2 separate regions of the Ovis aries genome follow, and region 1 is linked to region 2. Evidence: chromatin contacts called from public Hi-C data. All regions are on one chromosome and are shown on one strand. Each heading gives the region's core, a stretch centred on a gene start, on an enhancer-like site or on the middle of the called end of the contact. The rest is flanking DNA. Distances are from core to core; before and after follow the strand shown.

What was found. A called contact is a pair of places that touch in the nucleus more often than the background predicts.
Region 1: a Hi-C map of hypothalamus shows a contact between it and region 2, with 3 times the contacts expected there. The contact joins the promoter of SLC38A7 here to the promoter of SETD6 in region 2. A contact is called at or near these places in 3 of 16 Hi-C or Micro-C datasets (hypothalamus, liver and tail adipose tissue).

What each region holds. Positions count from the first base shown.
Region 1 is chr14:26,025,313-26,031,076 of ARS-UI_Ramb_v3.0, reverse strand. It overlaps SLC38A7 (solute carrier family 38 member 7), which reads left to right and starts at 1,365. Exons shown (of 12, transcript XM_060397991.1): 1 at 1,365-1,393; 2 at 1,917-2,051; 3 at 3,143-3,567; 4 at 4,311-4,509; 5 at 4,737-4,881. The coding sequence starts at 3,298.
Region 2 is chr14:25,885,293-25,890,494 of ARS-UI_Ramb_v3.0, reverse strand. SETD6 (SET domain containing 6, protein lysine methyltransferase) reads right to left here and starts at 2,574. Exons shown (of 9, transcript XM_027977905.2): 1 at 2,525-2,574; 2 at 2,213-2,305; 3 at 1,988-2,132; 4 at 1,773-1,914; 5 at 1,442-1,636; 6 at 1,201-1,321; 7 at 1-180. The coding sequence starts at 2,551. It overlaps NDRG4 (NDRG family member 4), which reads right to left. Exons shown (of 17, transcript XM_042231741.1): 17 at 3,844-5,202.

The sequences.
Region 1 (5,764 bases), core at 116-2,615, 140 kb before region 2:
CAGCAATTATGCTGGATAAAAATGGCCAATCCTAAAAATTTACAGACTTTATGATCCTATTTATAGAACATTTTTTGAAATGAGAACCTTTTAGAAGTGGAGTTAACTGCCATGGATGAGTGATTGAGAGGAGTTACAGGAGGGGATGGCCTTGCTGGAGGGAAGTGAGTGTGGTTATGTTAACACAGGGGCAACAGGAGGGATCCCTGTGATGAATGAAATATTCAGAATCCTGAATGTGGTGTATGTAGATTTGTGAACTCCACACATGATGAAGTTGTATTGAACTAAATATACACCAAAAATGACTATAAATGTGACTGAGGAAATGGAATATGATCAGTGGATCAAGTCAGTGTCAGTATCCTGGTTGTGACATGGTGCTGTAATTGTGCAAAATGTCACCACTGAGGGAAACCAGGTAAACAGTACACAGAATCTCACCAGCAAGGACCTTTGGTGCATGGAGTAGAGGTAATATAGATGAGGCCGTTGGAATGCCAAAGGTTATGTGACAACTTTCAAGTGGCGCACAGCCAGAAACAGAAGCCAGGGCTCTGGACACTGATTCATTCATTCAACAAATATTTATTTATTTGAGTGACACCAATGCCTCAGATTCTCAGTTGTAGAATCCAGGCTCTGGGGTTATAACCATTAATATGAACAACCCTCAGGCCAGCTACGCCTCAAGGAGGTACAGATGACCCCTCTCTATCCTGAGTTAAAAAGTCCAGAGTCCCTGTCTGTGGGTGTGAAGACAAGAAGGGAAACAAAGAAGGGCAATGAAGCCAAACAGCCAGGGCCCACGGGGTACTGGGACTGGCAAAGATACCAAACAGCCCAAAGCTCTTCCTAAAAGGAAGCAGAAGTGTGTGGTTTGGCCAAGGGACCCAGAACCAAAAGTAACCGGATAAATACGGGTGGGCAGGGTGCCAGGACTAGTTTGGGGCAGTGCTTTCAGGATGAGGATTAGAGAGCTGGCAAACTCATTGGGAAAGTCCCTGATGCTGGGAAAGACCGAGGGGAAAGCTTTGGGATGAGGATTAGGGAGCTGGTAGACACATTGGAAAAGTTCCTGATGCTGGGAAAGATCGAGGGCAGAAGGAAAAGAGGGCGTCAGAGGATGAGATGGCTGGACGGCCTCACCGATGCAATGAACATGCACTTGGGCAAACTCCGGGAGTTAGTGAGGGACAGGGAGGCCTGGCATGCTGAAGTTCACGGGGGTGGGAAAGAGTCGGACACGGCTGGGCGACTGAACAACAGTCTAACACTGACGCCCGCAGAAAACTACAACTCCCAGCGTGCCCCACGGTCTGCCCCGGCCCCGGCGGTCATGTGATCGCTGCTCACGTGTCTCCACTGCCGGCCGGGGCTAGAAAGACCGCAGGTAGGTGGAAGGAGGTACAGACTGGTGGAGGGTGGAATCTGAGTCCCCAAGGGCCCCACCGCGGCAGAACCGTACTCATTCGCTGCAGGGCTCTGCACCCTGACATCCTCTGTCCCACGCCAGCTCGGGGTCGGCCGGCCCTTGCCGCGCCTTATCCCGGCCTGTCCCTACCTGGTTACCTGTCGTGCCCCGGAACCCCCTCCCCAGTTTACCACACAGCAGCCCACTCTCTGTCCTGTGGTGGGCCGTGGCCCCCTTTCCAATGCAGCCCACCCGTCGTATTTCTGGGATTCGGCCCCAGGCTGGCCTGGGTACTTACTCTCGTTGGGCTCTCAGGGGCCTACTGCGATGGTTACAGCTCTGGCCTGAGTGCGTGGGCATTAAGCTGCTAGTTCTGACTCTGCCAACGAGCCTCTGGGACACTAGCCTCTCTCCCTCCGTGGGTCTGTTTCCCTGACTGTGCTGGTGCTTCACTCTGAGTTGAGAGTCAGAGAGTCTCACTTCCCTTCACTCTGTTCACCAGCACTGGTGAAGTTTGAGAAAGAAAAAATTGAAGGCAAACAGGGAAGTGAGGAGAATCAGATTTCAGAGTTTGGGGGAGAAGACACCATAAGGAATAGCTCTCTGTCCACCAAAGCCAGAAGGGCGGAAAGAGCAGGTAAGCTGGGGAACATAGAGCAGAGTAATTTGAGGGAGGGGAGGCTAAGAGATTCCGGACCACTGCAGAGACCTCTTGTGTCTGAGAGGTGAGCAGGATGGAGGACGGGGTCTCACAGCGTGGGGAGCACCTGCTTTACATGGTTCTCTCCGGAGCTACACTGGAAGCCTCAGATCAAAAGTGCCTCCAGTACTCATTCACTACTTTGATTTTTTGCTGAGTTGCTGGCTGGGTGGCAAGTTGCATAAGAGGAAGCCCTATGGCATCTGACTGATCTTTCTGGATTTGGAGCCAGCAGGGAGACATTTTCCCCAGAGCTGTGTCCCTTGGTTGCATGCTTGGTGACATGTCGGAGAGCACCCAAACACCCCCTTTTCCCTCTGATAAGTTTACAGCTCCCAACTTTGTTCAGCCATCACAGGAGGAGCCATGGCAAGAATCAGACCACCCAAGAGGCCTCAGTAGACATTTTAAACCCCCCAGTGTGCTGGGGGCATGAGACGGAATGCGTCTGTGATGGGCAGTGGTGAGGTCAGTCATGTGGGAGAAGAGAATTTAAATCTTCACTGAAATTTTGAAGGGCTTTGAAAGCTCCACAGCATTTAGACTCTTGGCTGGAGGGAGGTATGCCGGGCTATAAGAAACTGAAATACCCACAGTTCTAGGTGAGGATTGTTCTTCAGACCCTGCGGTATAGAAACCAGTTGGGAAGCCAGACAGATTTGGATCTAAATCTTGCTCTGCAGCTTGCTACTCTGTGATCCTGAATGAGTGATTTGATCTCTCTGAGCCTTGTGACCACTGTAATCTAAGGAATGAGTGAGATAAGATACGTGCATGACACTCCTGCTTGATGCACGGCCTCTAGTGCTGACATGTCGGTACCCCTCTCTTATGAGTTTGTGTCTTACCTGATCAGTGCGTGAGCCTGAAGCAGGAGTCACGTCTGACATCTTTCTGTGTCTGCCATTACCCTGGGGCACCCAGTGCAGTGATCCACACACTGGCATACCTGGGTTTGGATCTCAGCCATCTGATCTTGGGGAAAGTTGTTATCTTGGGATAACAGTATACCTGCCTTTCCCATCTAGGTTTAGGAGAGCCAGAACCCACAGGCCTCCTAGGATAACAGCGCCACACAGGCTGGAGCCACCCTTCCAGCTGAACGTGTGTTCCCTCAGTTCCCCAGCGGATGAGGCCGTGAGACAGAACGCACAGACCCTGCGGGAACAGGATTCCCCGGGCCATGGCCCAGGTCAGCATCAACAGAGACCTTGGCGAATGGGGCTTAAGCACGGACTCTGGGGAGCGTGCCCGTCTGCTGCAGAGTCCCTCTGTGGACATAGCCCCCAAGAGTGAGGGGGAGGCCCCTCCTGGGGGTGCGGGCGGAGGCACCACTTCAACACTTGGAGCCATCTTCATCGTTGTCAATGCCTGCCTGGGCGCGGGGCTACTCAACTTCCCGGCAGCCTTCAGCACTGCCGGGGGCGTGGCAGCCGGCATCACGTTGCAGATGGTGAGTGAGGGGGGCCTGGCAGGCAGAAATGCAGAGTGGTGGGTCTGGGCTCCTGGCCTCAAAAGGGAGGCTCTGGATCAGCAGTGGTCAGTGACACATGCTAATCACTCTCCCCTCTGCCACACATGGCTGACATTATTAAACTACTGTAGCATTCTTTCCTTTGAGGCCAGATGAGGTTTCAAAAGCCTTCCTAGCAATTAGGGAATTTCAGACATTAATTGCATATTTAATAGTTATGTGGTTATGTTTAAAAAGCGGGCCCACACCTTTTAGAACTGCATGTTGAAATGTTTACTGATGATATGATAGTTTGTATTTTCTTCAACGTAATCCAGAGTGGGAGAGAGAAGAGATGAAACAAGACTGGTCCTGAATTGATGATTTTTTTTGTTTTTAATATTTTGGCCACACCACACAGCATGTGGGATATTAGTTGCCCACCAGGGATTGAACCTGTCCTCCCTGCATTGGCATCATGGAGTCCTAACCACTGCCCCACCAGGGAAGTCCCTGAATTGATGATTTTTGAATTTGAGATTTGAGCGATGTTTGAAATTTTCCTCAAAACTTTTTGTCTTTAAGGAAAATGTCGATTCCGGTAATCTATTAAAATTGCCCTGCAGGATAAGGCTCGTTTGACAAATGGGCTTTGGGCACCGGGCCAGTAAACGCTGAGCAAAACCAGGTTACTCTTTGCTGCCAGGCCTTTCCCACACACTCTTGCTCCACCCTGCCTGCAGGCCATGCTGGTTTTCATCATCAGTGGCCTCGTCATCCTGGCCTACTGCTCCCAGGCCAGCAATGAGAGGACCTACCAGGAGGTGGTGTGGGCTGTGTGTGGCAAGCTGACAGGCGTACTGTGTGAGGTCGCCATTGCCACCTACACCTTTGGGACCTGCATCGCCTTCCTCATCATCATCGGGGACCAGCAGGACAAAAGTGAGGTCCTCTTCAGTATCTACCTCATCCCTCCCCCTTGGCCCTGGGGATCTTGCGGTGGGACGGGAAGAGCATGGAATACCCACCCAAGGTCCAGCCCTGGCATTCATCTGGGAATCCTCCCTGCTGGCTGCTGGGCCCATGAGACAGTTGGAGATCCCAGCAGAGGTGGAGGACCATACCCTGCAGTAGCCTGGCATCACCTTCCCTCCTTCCTCCCTCTGCAGTTATAGCTGTGATGGCAAAGGAGCCTGAGGGGCCTGGCGGCAGCCCCTGGTACACAGACCGCAAGTTCACCATCAGCCTCACTGCCTTCCTCTTCATCCTGCCCCTTTCCATCCCCAGGGAGATCGGCTTCCAGAAATATGCCAGGTTTGGAAACCCCACCCCAGCCTGTGCTGGACAGCAGTTCTGGTCACAGGCAGTCAGAGACCCAAGGGCAGCAGGGGAACCCCTCTCCTCCACGCCACTTTGCCTCCAGGGGCAGAAAGAAGGGACGAGGCAGGGGCAGACCAGGGCTTGCAGAGGTTCTAGCAGAAGACCTTCCTTTTGCGTCATCCTTTTGTGTCAGCAGCTAGGGAGACAGTGGCTCTTTGCATCAGTGGGAGCATCGGTTCCAAATGTCCTTGTCCAAGAAGGAACGGATAGTAATCCTGAATGTGAAGGCCTCTCCTGGCCTGGGCCTTGTCTTTCTCACAAAGCATGGGATTTTTTGATCATTTGGGATTGTTAGCTTCACAGCATTTTCCATGCAGCTCAGTGTGAAGGGAAGGTACTAGTTTCTTGGCTCAGAGTCTGAAAAACAGGGATTCTAACCTGTTTCCTGTGATCCTTAATTGAAGGGGTCACACTCAGTGTCCCCAAGGTTCCCTTTAATGTTGACTTTCTGGTATTAGTTCCTTGGAGCCTTCTACCTCCAGCCTTTCCTGCTTCTCAAAGGCCCTGCTTGCAGCTCTGGCCATACCTGGGCTGCTCTGATTGAAGTAACAGATGTGCTTTGAAGCCCAGCGCCCCCTGCTGCAGTCTCTGAGCTATGGAGCTGAACCACCTCATTTCCCAGTGGCCACACATGTCAGTCTTGTCCCCTTTTGGTTTCCTAACTGTGGCTTGTTTCTCTGAAATTTATCTCTCATGCATTTCTTAAGTCTTTGTTTGGAATGATCTCCCAGTTGGTTCCTTAGACACTTTTGGTCACTAAGGTGAAGGGTGGATGTCCCTGGGGATAGCATCGAAGAAGAGGCAGCTGGGACTAGGG
Region 2 (5,202 bases), core at 1,325-3,824:
CTGTAACGCGGCTTCACGAACAGTCACCATCTGAATGTCAGCTGTGTCGTTGGTGTTGTCAGGATATGGTTCAGCAAAACCATACATGTGAATCAGTTGCCAGTTAGCCATTTGCCCGTAAGTGTTGAAGATCTCATGGCCTTTAGGAATGGGCTGAATGGCCACCATCCGAAGACAAGTCTGGGGTGGAAGGGTTCAGAAGCTGGGGTCAAGCCCTTTCCGGGCCACCCCTAAGAATATGACTTCGCTCCTAGGAAAGTATAGTTCCTCCAACGGGTATAGTTCAGCGATGAGACTGATGCTGTACCTACCAACATGCTACTATTAGTTAAGATCCTGCGCTGTAGAATAAAACAAATGAGGCTTGTAAAAGTCTAAACAGCCCAATGCTTTAGTAGGTGAAACCTCTGCTCAGTCATCTCAAGCACTTCAAAAAGTTGCTAGCTTTAAAAAATGAACTAAGGATTTCCTGGTGGTCTTAGTGGTTAAGGCTCCAAGCTTCCACTGCAGCAAGGTGTGGGTTCCATCCCTGCTTGGGGAACTAAGATACCATGTGCCGCACAGTGCAGCCAAAAAAAAAAACCCAGATCAAAGGAAATTCACTGGCGGTTCAGAGGTTAGGACTCAATCCCTGGTTGGGTAACTAAGATACGCGCAGCTCTGTTAAAAAAAAAAAAGCCAACAAAACCACAACCCAGATCAAAGTAGGAACAGCAAATGGAGACAAGGTTTTAAAAATAACAGCCATTTCCTAACTTTTAACTCTGTAAACTTACATCTTTTCTTGCAACTTTCCACTTAGCAAATAGATATAAACACAGTCCTGGTATCATCTTGAACCCTTTCTTAGGAACATCCCCTCTTCTGAAAAGTACTGACGCTATGGCTGTTCCAGATCCCTGACAATCTCAGCTCATTGGCACTGCACAGAACAGACCTAAAGCACCAAAACAACGATGGCACAGGTTTAGCAGAGGATTAACCCCAACTTTCTTTGAGGGCTTTAGTGTTCAGAGAACTTCACTGTAATATGCAAGCAGAATACATAGCGGAGGAACTAATTTCACCTACTCATTTCTAGCATGAGGAGAACTGAGCCCATTTGGCTCAACTGCCAGGCCAGCATGAAGAAGACATTGGTTCGATTCAAATGCCCAAGCATCAAGGCACAGAAACAAGAACTGGGAGGGATCCACTCACTGGAGAGTATTCTAGATTGGCATTGTGATTGGCTAAATGGTTTAGTATGTCTGCAGCAGGCACCATCAAAGGAGAGTTTGGCTCCTTTTCATCCTCCTCTTCCTCCAGTGGTTCCTGAAAGCTGCCACAGAAAGAACTTGGCTAAAGCCCAGTGTTGGGGTGGGGCTCACTGTTCTTTCCCTTCTGGTCACTCAACAGAGTTCTAAAGAAGAGAGTCCTTTGCAAGGCTCTACTCACTGACCTGTAGGCCATCACAAGAGCCACGAGCTGGCGGTAGAGTTCCAGAGATCGGACCCTGGGGCTGAAAAGATCGGCGTGGGCGTCCATGAAGGGCAGCACAATGGAATAATACTCGCTGCGGATGTTGGCCAAATCCTTCTCCACGGCCTCAGGTACGCCTGTGCCCTGCAGCAATCGCCGGCGCTCCTCCTCTGGCCTGCAGTGACACCCCCACCCAGGTTCTTCACCCAATCTACCGAGACTAGCGCTTGGCACCCGTGTCCCAAGGGCAAGCGGTTCGAGCCAGGCAACGTACGGTGTTGGCGCTCCCCAGCCCCTCCTACGGCTCTCACCAGAACATGGGATGCTCCAAGCGGCCCAGCTCGGGCCAGAGCGCAAAGTAGGGGCGCCAGAGCGAGGCCGGGGCCTGCATCTCGTGGAGTAGCGCCAGCAGCAGCGGCACCCAGCCCGACTGGCTCTGCAGCGCGCCTCGCTCTGGGGGAGACACGAAGATTAGGGACCCCGCGGGCCCAACTCAGCATCTCTCCACCCCTGTCGGCGTGCCCACCTCGTTCCAGCACGCCGCTGATGGAGCAGGTGTGCTGCGACAGGAGCGCGGCCCGCGGCACCGCGAACAGCAGTTCACCGGGCTGCACGCTCTCCCGGGCAACCATGCCGTAGCCGGCCACCGTGCCCTGCCGGCTCACCGCCACCTGAGCAGAGAGAATGGCAGCTCAGAGCTGGCCCACGCCCGCTTCCCCGCTGCACCCACCTCCCCCAGGTCCCCTCTCACCTTGGGACTCAGCTCCAGTCCCACCCGCTGGCACCAGCTCAGGAAGCTGGCCACCGGGGCCGGGTCTTCGTCGCTGCCCGCAGGCCCGGCCACCTAAGACAGGCAAGCGCAGTGGCGCGGCCCCGCCCGGGAGAGCTCGATGGGGGCGGAGAAGACGGGGGCGCGCGCGCGGAGGAAGGCCCGGGCTTGGGGAGGGGACGCGAAGAGCGGCGAGTGACTCGCGGCACGGCGCAGAGCGCGCGCGCCAGGAGGGCGGGAGAGTGGCGTGGCGCGGTGGAAAGGGGTGCACCGCCGCCGCCCGCCGTGACTTACCCGCCGGCGCTTCGCCTGCGTCGCCATGGTCCGAGGGCACGGAGCCTCCCGCGTCTGTAGAGCCGCACCGGCGCTTCCGGCGTCCGGGGGCTGGACTTTCGAGGGCGGGCCCTATGTCCCCGCCCCGGACCACGTGACGTTCATTTCGCCTTCGCTCGGAAGACAGGCAAGGATTTGCACTCAGCACAGAGTCGGACACGACTGAAGCGACTTAGCAGCAGCAGCTTTTGAAATGTGCTGGAGAAGACTCTTGAGAGTCCCTTGGACTGCAAGGAGTTCCAACCAGTCCATCCTAAGGAAATCATTCCTGAATATTCATTGGAAGGACTGATGCTGAAGCTGAAACTCCAGTGCTTTGGCCACCTGATGGGAAGAACTGACTCATTGGAAAAGACCCTGATGCTGGGAAAGATTGAAGGCGGGAGGAGAAGGGGACGACAGAGGATGAGATGGTTGGATAGCATCACCGACTCAATGGACATGGGTTTGAGTAGGCTCCGGGAGTTGGCGATGGACAGGGAGGCCTGGCGTGCTGCAGTCCATGGGGTCGCAAAGAGACGGACACGACTGGGCGACTGAACTGAACTGATATCATCCCCGCTGAAAACATCTTTGAGGCCAAGTGTCCGCAGCTGGGTTTAGAAAACGTGCGGTTGGGTGCATGAAGGCGTGTCCTTTTGCCGCCTTGAGCGTGGTCTGAGCCAGGCACAACGTTTTCCCGCTTAGGTCTCTGACAGCAGAGGTAAAAGCCCAGTTGAAGTGCAAAATCTGGTTTCTGGATGCGAAGGGAAGGCCTCGCGAGAGATCGGCTGGGAGCGCGAATAGAGCGGTTTGCGCAGTTTCGTGGGGAGTGGGCGGGGCTCTCCAAACTAGAACAGACCTTGTCCTGCTTCTGCAGAGCAGAAGGAGGGGTTTGCTTTTATTTACTTGGTTCTTTCGTAACTGACAAACGGCAGGATAGTGAATGAATCAGAAATGGTGGTTAAACACGGGGAAATAGCATGTCGTTAAATTTAAGAAATTAAAGGCAGCAAATACAGAGATTACAGATCTGGGTTTTGAAGTCTATTACTGCCAAGGTTCAGCTCCCACTTTGGTCTCTTGTTAGGGCAAATTCAGTTTTCTCAGCTGTGAAACTAGGATAATTAATATCTACCTTGTGGAATGTGACAAGATCTGGAAATACAGAGACGGATGGAAATGCCTGTCTTCGTTCTAAACGTTCAACCCTACCTAAAACCCAGGAAGCACCAGCCTCACCAGCTTATACTTCCTCTTTCAAAGCTTCCCACGATGGGCACAGCATCATCCTACTCAAATTCTTCTTATTACTTTATTAGTTTTTCAGCACAGTTAACTCTTTCTATGTTGACAAGGGGTTTTGTTTTACATTTTGTCATCTCAAAGTCTCACGACATCAGCCACCAGAATACACAAGAGTAGGCTCTTCACTTTGTACAGAGGAAAATAATAAATTCCATTAAAAGTTCACTTTGACCAAAGAAGACACAACCTCCAATGGAAAGCCACACGCGGGGGTACCCAATATACATATATATATATAATGTATAGGTATTTATAGATATCTCATCTGAAAGAACACAGAAAAGAAATCCAAGTTTCACAGCGCTATCTACAGTAAGGGATTAATTCTACCAGCTTTTCAAACAGTCACATTTGATATTCAGAGGAAGCACGCGAGTGAACAGAACTGGGGGCAGACTAACACTCCAGTGGGCTCTAGAGCAGTGTAGAGTGATGGCTTAAGAGCATAGAAGGGGGTGACGTGTGCAGAGGAAATGTGGATGCAGGCGTCCCCTCAGCCCCACACGCACCCACCCGCCTCCACAGTCCTGCATTTTTCATTGCCCTCTCCTCTTCTCTTTGCTCATTTGGGGGCTTATGGCAATTGATTTAGGCTCAGAGACAAATGGCTTCTGGTTTCCGGGCCAGGAGATTCTACCTGGTAAGGTGGTGGATAGGAAGTATATGGCACAGTGCTGGGCTTCAGGTGACAGGAAGGGGCTGGGGTGTGTGGGGAGCCTTGCCCTTCTGCCTTGCCCTTGTTCACTTCCAGAAACGTTACCTCCCACCCCTGGACCCAGCAAGCCCCAGCCTAGGCCTCCTCCACCTGGCTAGGATGGTGATGTGGGGCTACCTTGGACAGTTTTCTCCACATGAGCGTGCTCAGTGATGCCCACGTGAAACGCTGACAGAGCTTGATGAGAACTCTCTCTAGAAACGTTTCTAGTGACCTTGCCACGCTGCTGCTGACTGAGCTGTCTTCCATGGAACCTGGAGGCACAAAGGGGGGTCTCTGAGGGAACTCTATGGGAACTCTGAGCCGCCACTGTCTGCAGGCTTCCAAAAGTAGTCACCATGAAGTTCTCAGAAGTGCACCCAACACTCAAAGGCTATCCCAGCCTTTAACCTCAGCCCCAGTCAGCTCCCTATGGAGGCAGAGGACCAGGTGACGTTCTGCCTCGGGGCCTTGGCTCAGCAATGGGCCAGGGCCAGGAGGTGGCCGAGTGTGGGGCTGGAAGGGACAGTCTGTGGGGTTCCTGCCCTCCAGGTCCTCCGTGTTCTGTCTTCTTCAGGCGAAGCAGCCCTCTTCAGCCCCTGCCTGCCTGGCCCTACAGCACCAGGCCTGCCAGGAGAGCACCCGCTAAACTGCTGCC